Regions from separate parts of the Anas platyrhynchos genome. Here region 2 is linked to region 1. The links are chromatin contacts, called in public Hi-C maps. All regions are on one chromosome and are shown on one strand. Each heading gives the region's core, a stretch centred on a gene start, on an enhancer-like site or on the middle of the called end of the contact. The rest is flanking DNA. Distances are from core to core; before and after follow the strand shown. Region 1 overlaps LOC101792387 (exocyst complex component 3). Region 2 has its middle 18 kb from the start of LBHD2.

Region 1 (4,933 bases), core at 944-3,443:
CTGGCTGTCATCATCGAGGATGAGCTACTGTGCAGTGTCCGGTCTGGGCAATCCACATCCAGAGTCTGAAGGAAAACAGAGAGGAAAACTGACTGTCCAGAAAGAGTGATGCCTGAGAAAACATTGAAAGAAGCAACATAGCTTAACTGAGGAAATGTGGGGTACAGGGGACAAGATGTTGGCCCTCAAGCAAGTAAAAAGTTGGTGTGGCAGGGCTGTGGCTGCTACACTAACAGCTCTCACCTCCACTCCTGGTGTTCAGCTCACACGGGGCAGGAGCCCCCCAGGACCTACCTCCTGGGGGGACTCAGCGCAAGGGGTCTGTTGGGTGGGTCCTGCTGTGGGAGGATCCTCACATCCTGAGGATGAGGACACTTCACCCCTGGGACAGAGATGAGGATCCTCATGTCCTGAAGATGTGGACACTTCACTCCTGCAGTCGCTGTTTCCCAAACTCACCTTCCTCCCTGCAAAAAGTGTCGGATAGGCATAAACCTCATCCACAGAACTATCGTGGCCCACACGGTCATCATGCAGTCTTGGGGAAAATATCTCCCAGAAATTTTTATTTTTGTAGCCTGAATGCCTCTCTGTGCTTGTTTTGTTTAATAATTTGTTGAGGAGCCACCAACTGGGTTTAGCATCATATTAATGACCATGTGGGGCACAAAGCAGAAGAGAAAGCTCCCCGTTACATCCCTAATGGCCAGGGCCAGCTGTCTAATAAAGAAACTGCTGTGGGTTAGGGCTCTGGCTCACTGAAGAGTGTTTCACATGGCACTTCTCCCCTTGGCCCCCCCGGGGCTGAAGCACCAGCAGCGAGCACCACCCTAATTCCCTCTCTGGACACGTGGGCATCAGTCCTGCGGGTGCACAAAAAGAGAATTTTCCCCCTTTCTGGGCTGTGATTTTAAGCTGGGAGAGCGTGGGACCGGGTCAAGAACCACAGATGCTGGTTGGCAGCGGGATGAGGGTTTCTCTGCTGGAAGGGAGCAGCCCTAAGTGCCTTACACGGGGCATTTAGGGGCAGGCAGGGAGCAGCCCCAGCCCGCCGGGCTCCGCGGGTTCCCGCAGGTCCTACCCCCACCTAGCGGCTGCTCCCAGCCTCGCCGCGACACCGGGGGACAGCAGAGCACCCGTTTTCGGGAGCGACACCCCGGCAGGTGGCCCCAACCCGGGGGACATCCCGCAAAAAGCGCCACGAAACACGCGTGGCCTCGGAGCCGCGGGGGCTGCCTCCAGGACCGTGGGCTGCACGGACAGACCAGCCCTAAAACAGCTTGGTAGCCCTGAAACCGCCTTGCCTGGAGGTGTAGCTGGCTGGCCCAGCTTTTTGTCCCACATTTGGGATGTGCTGGATTAGATCTGGTGAGCAAAATGGGCCACGGGCTGCATGGCTGCATCTGCACACCCCAGCATCAAACATCCCTGCTCCTGCCAGCACCCAGACAAATCCACCTCCTCCTCCAGCCCTCCGGGTGGTGAGGGGGGTTTTGAGCTGCGGAGACTTGGGGGTTTTCTGAACACCATTTTTGCACACAGGAAAGAGAAGCACCACCACCATCACCGCCCCGTGCTGAGCTTCCCTTCCAGCAGCTGGAAATGGAGGTTCGGATCTTTCTCAACACTGGGCAGGCCGCTGGGGAAGAAAATGACATCATTTGGCACAGCACAAGCCCATCTTGTTAGGAGAAACAAAAGATCAGTGGATGTAACCCAGCAAAAGAAAAAAAAAAAATACTCATTTGTTGGCCAAGATTTGCTTTACATTTTTTACAAACCCCTGCGAGTCTCTGTGCTATAACAAACTGCTCCAGGACCTCCTTGCTGCTCTGCCCCCTTGCAAATCCTTCAGCCAGCCCTGAGCCACAAGGGTTGTCCCAGCAGCTGATTCAACCACCCTCCCTTTATTTTAAATGCTCACAAACCAATAGCCCTTCACAACACCCAGCACGAGGTGATGGGAGGAGGTAGGAAGACACAGGGATGGAGGCAGGAATGTGTCTTTTGGTGCCGATACGGCCCTAGACCGGGTGAAGCCGAGTGTGAAACCCCATCCTAAAGCCCCGACGGCTACCAGAGGGGAGCAATGCCCCCCAAAACAGCTCGGCCTCGCTGCACCCCGTGGCCTCCTCTCGGCTTCCCTCAGCTCCCAGGGCCTCCAGCGGCTTTTATGAACCAGGTGGCTCCGAAAGCCACTAGATGGCACCAGCTGTGTGCCCTTCCAGCCCCGTCTGTCCCCAGGGCGCTGGGGGAGGCTGCCAGCACAGCCCCTTGGTGCAGAGCGAGAGGCCTCAGCAAGTGCCTCTGCAGCCTCCTGCTGCCCCCACAGCCGTGGATGTGCTGGGGTGAAGGCAAACATTTAAGAGGTTCCTTAAAATCAGGCTGAGCAAGCTTCAGCGATGTGCCAGCTATTTCCACGGGGAAATTAGCCAGGTTAGCATTTGCTGCACTCCCTCGTGTGTCCCTGTCCCCACCCGTGGGTCAGACACCGCTCCCCAGCTGGGTGCTGGACAGCCCCGAAGACGGGTGAGGGTTTTTCTGGACAGCGTTGGTCAGTGCATGAGTGTCCAGCATCATCAGACTTCTCCTGGGAGGGCATAGGCAATGGAATAAAACCCAATTTACTATAAAATTTGGCAGCCGGCAAGCAACTGTGTGTCATGGTTTGGGGGATTTATTCTCACTGTGCACATTTGCTATGCAACAGAAGCCGGCATGTCCCAAATCCTCAGCCCTACCTGCTTTTTCACTGTCATGCCCTCCCTGCACCGTCACACACCCTTGGCAAAGCTGCTTGGTAAACTGGGGAAGCACAGGTGGCACCTCAGCAAATGTCAGGCCTTTCCCTAGACCTTGCAGCGTAATTAATGAGTGTTTGTTTTCCACTGCCTTCAGCATCAAGCACGGAAGGTGACCCTTTGAGACGGGATCTCAAATAACGGGGTGGCTGGCGAGGCTCTGCTGCGTGCAGCACTTCAAAGCGGCCAAACCCAAGCCCGGGGCAGTGTGGGGGCTTGGGTGAGAAATCATTGCTCACCTTGTGGGCAGGAGCAGAGAGGCAGTGATGGCAAGCAACTCTGTGAGAAGCCAGAGCATCAAACCACCAGGAGCAGCATGGCATTCATTTGGGAATGTCAGGGCTCACAGCGAAGTGGGTTAAAATCCCCACAGCATGAGGGAAATCACTCAGTCCCCATCCTCACAGCCTTCCCTTCCCTGCCTGACCTCCCCAGGCAGTTTCCCCTCTGCTCTCCCCTTCTGTGTGACCCAGGACCCCCCACTGCCTCCCCTCCCGAGACCCCTGGGGGCCTCCCCACACACCATCTGCTCGCTCCTGGAGGCTTGCGGGTGGCCGAGGATGTTCCTCCCTCACCATCTGCTGGGCCCCCCTCTCCCCATCCTCTCCCCAGAGAGCGCCCCAGGTCAAAAAAACCTCCCACATGCCACCAGAGCTCGACCTCGTGCACAAATCTCCTCGCCCCAGGTTGTCTTTCTGAACTGAAGCCTTTATTTGCTCTGTCCACGACTTAATGCCATGCACAGGGTGGAGAAATTTGCCATTAAGAAACCGCACGGAAAGGGGTGTTCATTCTACACACACGTGCAGAGCAGGAGATGCCACCTGGACACCACACGCCGGTGGAAAGCCAGGCATCCCCGAGGGCTCCCAGCCCCGGCCAGCCAGCGGAAAATACCCTTTGGTGCCTGTGAATGTCAAACCCAGGAGATGCATGCAGCAATCAAAACGTCTGTGGCAGGAATCTTTCAAGTGCGGTGGAATTATTTTTAGACCAGACGCGATCAAAATGTCAGAGGGGTTTTTATTTATTTCCTCTGGAAGGTTCGTTGATTGAAATTCCAATAAACACAGGCTGACTCTAATCCTGTTGTCACAAAGTTGGGGCTGTAATCACTTCCTGCCCTTGAAAAAATGTGCAATTAGGCAGCACAGGAGGATGAATGACCCGGCCTGCCTGACAGGGCCGTCACTGCTTCAAGCGCAGCACTGCACATGGTGACAGGCACCCACCACCCCACAAAGCCCTCCCGCACCCACCCTGCCAGGCTGCAGCTCCTCGCCAGCCTCACCGAGCCTTTCCATGTCCTGGACATGTGTAACTGAACCATGCAGGGCAGTTATAAAGCATGAGAGGTGCCTCAGTTGGGCCCTAGAAGCAGATGTGCAGTCAGGAAGGGCAGGCAGGCCATGGGCGTCCACCCAACGCTTTGGTCCTGCTTTTAATGACGGATTACTATGATGCCCAACTGAGAGCCCACAGTGCTTCCTGGTGATTCAGCCTGCTCCTTCCTGGGCCTGTGACTCACATGCTCAGCGCTGTGCCAGAAGCAATGCTCATGGCAATCAGAAACCTGCTCCTGCTCCCTCAGGTTCACAGGCCATGGCATGGCATGGCATGGCTCTACAAAGCATGGCAGTACCCACACAGGCCTGCACCAACCCACAGTCCCCAAGCCAGACATGTCCCCATCCTCACAAACCAGCCCCTCTTCTTGTTAAGCAAGAACCCCTTTTGGTGCCTGGAGATGAGGGGGAGAAACTGTGTTCGAACAGGACTCAGAAAAGCACCAGCACGTCTGAGGTAGCAGAGCTTTTTCGCTTGTTTACACGGCCAGAGAAGAGCAGGACAGTAATGACCTAAATTAACACAATAGCAAAGGAGGGCCTTGAACCAAATCCAGCTCGGAGGTTGTGGCCAGCCCATAGATAACTAGAAAGAAAACTTGGTGTTTTCCCCAGAGGAACTGCCTATTTACATCTGAAAACAGCACAGACCTTGCCCAGAGGCTGGGACAAACAACTCCTTTCACTGCCCACTTCCCATGAAGCTTTCTACTCCCTCTCCAAAGGAGCTGCTTTCCACAGCAGGAGGAAATTTCCAGAAAACTGAGGTATAAAAATGAATGCAAA
Region 2 (4,933 bases), core at 1,653-4,152, 160 kb before region 1:
ATCCTTTTGCCAGAGGTTTATTGTACAAGCCGTACGATGCTGCTGTTATTTGTGTTGTTATCAGGCTCTGCACTCACACAAATTAGGGCCTCTGAATCTGACACCTTGCTGCACGAGAACAGCAGCCCTGCACCCGGCAGCTTCAGCTTGCGGCACAGAGGACAGATGCCGGAGGAAAAGAAAGGCACAGGAAGGCTCAGTTACCCACCTCAGTTTGTGCCACAAACACCAGACCCAAATTCAGAGCCCCGCAGCTGCAGGCACATCCTGAGCCTGGCGCCAGTTCCACATCCTCAGGGCAGGTTTCTGAGGCATGCCTCCTCCTCTCTGCATCTCGGAATGAGTTATGGCTGGAATGAGGGACACAGCTGGGGCCGAAACATAAAAACGTAAGAGGGGAAAGAATAAAAGGAAGCAGTGAAGGAGGATGAGCGCATTTTCAGGTGACTTGGGGTGACGGGGATGAAAGAAGAGGTCAGGTAGCAGTGCTGACAACAGCGCAGAGCGAGTAGGAAGATGGGCAGGAGGGCCACCAAGCAGGCATGAGGCCGCTGCTGGTGAGAGGACGTGAGGGCAGGGGTGGCGTGGGTCAGGAAACGGCAGAGGAGCTGGCAGACAGGCTGGGAACAAGGGGGGAGGCAGCAGGTCTCTGCGGGAGCTGTAAGCTGAGGGCTCGGGTAAAGATTTCGGCTGGGTCATGGGGTAGGTGGAGGATGCTGCAGAGGCACAGACACGTGGGGCAGCGGGAAGCAGAAGAGGAAGGAAACCACAGGATCACTGCATGGCCGAGGTTGGAAGGGACCTCTGGAGATCACCCAGTCCAACCCTCCTGCCAAGCACGATCACCTAGAGCACACTGCACAGGATGGCATCCAGGTGGGTTGTGAACATCTCCAGAGCAGGAGACCCCACAGCCTCGCTGGGCAGCAATGGAAATGGAAGCGCAGTGACCCTGCCAGGGACACCGGTGCTGCAGACTTTCGGATGAGGGCGTGCGGGGAAGGGCAGAGAAGTGACAATTATGGATGACCTTTTTCCTTGGGAAAAAGCACATCTGTCCCCATACCAGATGGTGGGGTGTGAAAGCAAGGGCATTAATTGAGCGGCTACCCTCAGCTGGGGGCAGGAGCACAGCCGTGCAGCCTGGAAGCTCAAGCTGCCGTGCTTGACCTTGCAGCATCAAGGATTTGCGGCCGGGCACCAACAGCACTCCCACTCATTACCCACACCCTGTGGGCAGCCAGGAGAGGCTGTGGGCATCCCTGGGGCCGTGGGGCTCAGGGCAGCAGCCGAGGAAGCTGTGCTTTTGGGGGAGGCCCACGAGAGGGAGCCAGGAGTAAAGGAAACGAGGCCGCTGCCTCCGCCGCGCCCCGGCGCCTGAGGGGCTCCGCAGGGGGACCTGGGCACCTCGCACCCATCCCGCACCCTGATGGGCTTGGCCCCCAGGGGGTTAATCATGCACATCTGCCTCATTTGGGTGCTTTGGGTGACCCGCTGGGCTCTGAGCTAGCGAGGAGGGCGAGCACACCCCGTCTGCTCAAGCGCTGTGCCACTGAGCTCAGCACCTCGAGGCCTGCACCCGGGGGAGATGCACCCAGGCGTCTGGGCATTGCCCTGAGGGAGCTGTGGTGGTGGCCTAAAGTGCGGGGAGATGTCAGTGGCAGCAGCCCTGGGAGACCACTGTGGCACCAGGAGGCCTGTGTGGCACCTGAAGGCTTTTGTGGCACCCGAAGGCTGAGCTGGGCAGAGGCAGGGAGGCCCTTGAGGCCGCACGGGTAACCTGCCGCGTGGAAGTGTCTGCTTGGAAAAGTGGCTGCGAAGGAAAAATACAGCCCTTATTGAAAGGCAAATGAGTAGCAGGCTCTCTCTGCGAGCGTTCAGGGAGAGCATACAGGGCCCGCGTTGTTATTACTCTCCCGAAGCTTCCTAGCACGCTGCGAGAGGCACAGCCAGGGCTGGATAAATAATACATCATAACGCTGAAGTCCCAGAGAGGGGACTTGGAGGTGGTTCAAGAGTTCAATGAGTTATCAGCTCCCCTTAGGGTGCTTTATTTTTCCTTGCAAAGGATGCTATCAATCTCGATAACTCACTAGCTACCAAAAATAATAATAAGTAAAAGATCATTATGTTGAAATATGTGTTGTAAAGCAGCACAGCAATTTGGAAGATTAATTCAGTCCAGAAGGGGCAATAGCTGCTGGCTAGCGATGGGCTGGACACCAATTACTGCTCTCACTCATTACTTGCATGGACAGGGATTGGGAAAACACCTGCAGTGCATGAATAATTCTCCTTGAGTTAATATGCTTTCATTCAGTGCTGATTAACTCTATTTATACCTCATCTATGGTGATGAGAGCAATGTGATTCATTCCTTTATTTCTGTAACTCTCTGATAAACTGCATTTATTCGCCACCTCTGACCCCCTCACGTGCACACTGCCTATTAATCCTCCTCAGCCCAGGCTGCTGCTACTATCCCAGACCCTTCAGCAGCCATCAAGCAGCTGCTTCTCATTTTCCTCCTTTCATTTAAAAGCACCTGCTACAAAAATGTGGGTCGAGGGAGAAAATGGACTGGAAATTTCACTGTGATGGCGAGGGAGGGGGTGTGTACTTTGTGTGCATAATACCCAGCTCTGTAGGGTGCACGTCCTGTAGTGAAGTCTTGAAGTGCTGCTGAAGGAATAATGATCAAATGTGATCAGTTTGCTGTATTCGGTCCTGGGTGAGTGACAGCTGCACGATAAGGCATCCTGGCCACAACGTGACATGCCAGACGTGAACATCTTGAAAGCATATTTTGCCATCGGAGTCACTGAAAACTGACCTGTGCCTTGGGATAGGTTTTTTCTTTTCCCTGTTGTTTTCAAGCCTCTGTCTCCTGCCCTGAGTCAGAGCTACAGAGTTCATGAACTGTGGTTTACTTTTCCAGCAGGCTGATTGAGACACGTTACAGCTACGCAGTGTCTCCTGAGGCTGGCAGGGTGAGGGCACAGAGACCTTGGCTGTACGAAATGTTCCTGCTCCCATCAACACAGTGCCACCCAAACCCAGCACCAAAACGTGTCTTAGGGTAAGGGATGTGAAATAGAAATATCCGACTGCTTGCAGGAGGTAGAGATGCTCTTTTGCTCCTTTGCAAGTGGGGATGAACAAGTACCCAGTGCAAATGCTGCTAATAAAACCCCTCACGTTCACAACAAAAGCACAGACATGCATTCGAGCCCAGTCTGAAAGAAAACTGGAGAAGTTCCACTTCAGTTGTCAGCATCACTTGTCACTCTAGGAATCATTTAGGCTTTGCTGGGCTGGTGGTTGGCCTGTGTTTTCTTGTAAGCTCCCTTCCAGCTCCCCAGGCACGAGTATTGCAGAGCCTCTGGGTTTCCAGTACAGCAGGCAACCATTTTAAAGCTTTAAAATATTACCTGGAGATTACTTCAGATCAGAACCGTGGAACAATTTGGGTTAGAAGGGACTGCTGGAAGCCATCTGGTCCAACCCCCCATACAGAGCATAAGTAACTCCAAAATTAAGCCAGGGCCTTTCCCAGTTGAGCTGTGAAAATCTGTATGGGTGCAGATTGCTCAGCCTTTGCAGGTGACCCGTTCCCATGTCACCATCCAGAGCCACGCTTAATGGAGAAGTGATTTGTCTCATAACTGCAATTTTCATGGCCTGTAGCACCTCCTGTAACCCCAGAAACGTGGCATTTCTGCTCAGCCTTGTCCATGCTCTTCCCACAGCTCAGCATGTGCTTTCCTGGGCCAGGACAGGCTGGACTCCCCAGGCAGGATGAAATGCCTCCTCTAAGACCTGCTGCCCAACACTGAGCTGTGGATCTTTCCCCTCCAACTTTCTGAGGGCATGTTCCTCCTTTGCATTTTCCTTTGATCATCATTTCAAAATCTTAAAGGGATTCAGCTGTCGGCTCTGTTTATCTTCCTACCCTTTCTTCTCATTCAAGGTTTCCGAACACCTTCCCCAGGAGCGAGATAAAGGCTTACACACAAACCCTGGCCTTTTTGTCTAATTCCCCTGCCTGCCTGCCTCTCCTCACCGGCCTTGTCAGGCTTAAATGTGGTTGCACGGTTCTGGCAGATGCTTCAAGACAGCTCACTGTCTTCTGGGTGCTCAGCTGTAAGGCTTGCTGGGCCCAGGATTGGCAGCTCTGCTCCCTTTCCACAGGTTAGAAGGGCAGCCTGCACCCCAAATCTTAGAGGACCTCTGAGATGCAAGCTGGTCATTGGGGAAAACGGGTTCGGGCTTCAGTCCCACTGATCAGGACTCTTCACCAGGGTCTTTACCTGCTTTGGAGGATGGACATCAGGGTCAGCCTCGCTTTGCCTCCTCTTGGCTTTTCTCAGCGCTACGTCTTTTAATTTTGGCTCTCCTTGCTGTGGCTTTTCTCACTTGCAAGGCGCACTCACTCCCCAGAATCAGCCCTCCCACGACAGCTACAAGGTGTAACTCCAGTAGATTCGCTACCAAAAATACTCCTCACTCCCCACCCTGGACTCCCGGCGCTCCTCTCCTGCTGCATCCCGACACTTTTCCAGCCCAGTTCAGCTCGGGTGGGGTCTGCAGCTGGTGCAGCTGGTGCTGTTGGGTTACACGGCTGTACCCACGTCTGGCAAACCTCTCTGCCCCTCGCACTGCCCCGCACGTTGCTCCCCCTGCCCTCCAGCGCTCGGCGTGCGGGCTGGCAGCAGGCACATTCCGGAGCCACGCTTAATGGAGAAGTGATTTGTCTCATAACTGCAGCTTTACACAGTGTGCTCCTGTGGGCGTTACAAATTGCTAAGCAGATTTAAAGTGTTCTTTGAGTTGCAAACTGCAGTATTTCTCCACATAGTGATTATTATTCATCTTTTCCAAGACACCGTGGGCCTGATCCTGCAATCTGCACTCCTATTAAAGTCAGTGCTGT

What was found. A called contact is a pair of places that touch in the nucleus more often than the background predicts.
Region 2: a contact with region 1 is called in a Hi-C map of liver, with 3 times the contacts expected there. The contact joins two enhancer-like sites. A contact is called at or near these places in 3 of 8 Hi-C or Micro-C datasets (liver, skeletal muscle and subcutaneous adipose tissue).

The regions. Positions count from the first base shown.
Region 1 is chr5:10,846,986-10,851,918 of IASCAAS_PekinDuck_T2T, reverse strand. It overlaps LOC101792387 (exocyst complex component 3), which reads right to left. Exons shown (of 12, transcript XM_013103044.5): 12 at 3,807-4,933. Among named protein-coding and RNA genes, the nearest start is that of EIF5, 54 kb to the right of the region's middle. Within about 2 kb of position 2,193, at least 3 of the 8 cell types and tissues checked have an H3K27ac peak or open chromatin away from gene starts, as enhancers often do.
Region 2 is chr5:11,008,105-11,013,037 of IASCAAS_PekinDuck_T2T, reverse strand. No RefSeq gene overlaps it. Among named protein-coding and RNA genes, the nearest start is that of LBHD2, 18 kb to the right of the region's middle. Within about 2 kb of position 2,902, at least 2 of the 8 cell types and tissues checked have an H3K27ac peak or open chromatin away from gene starts, as enhancers often do.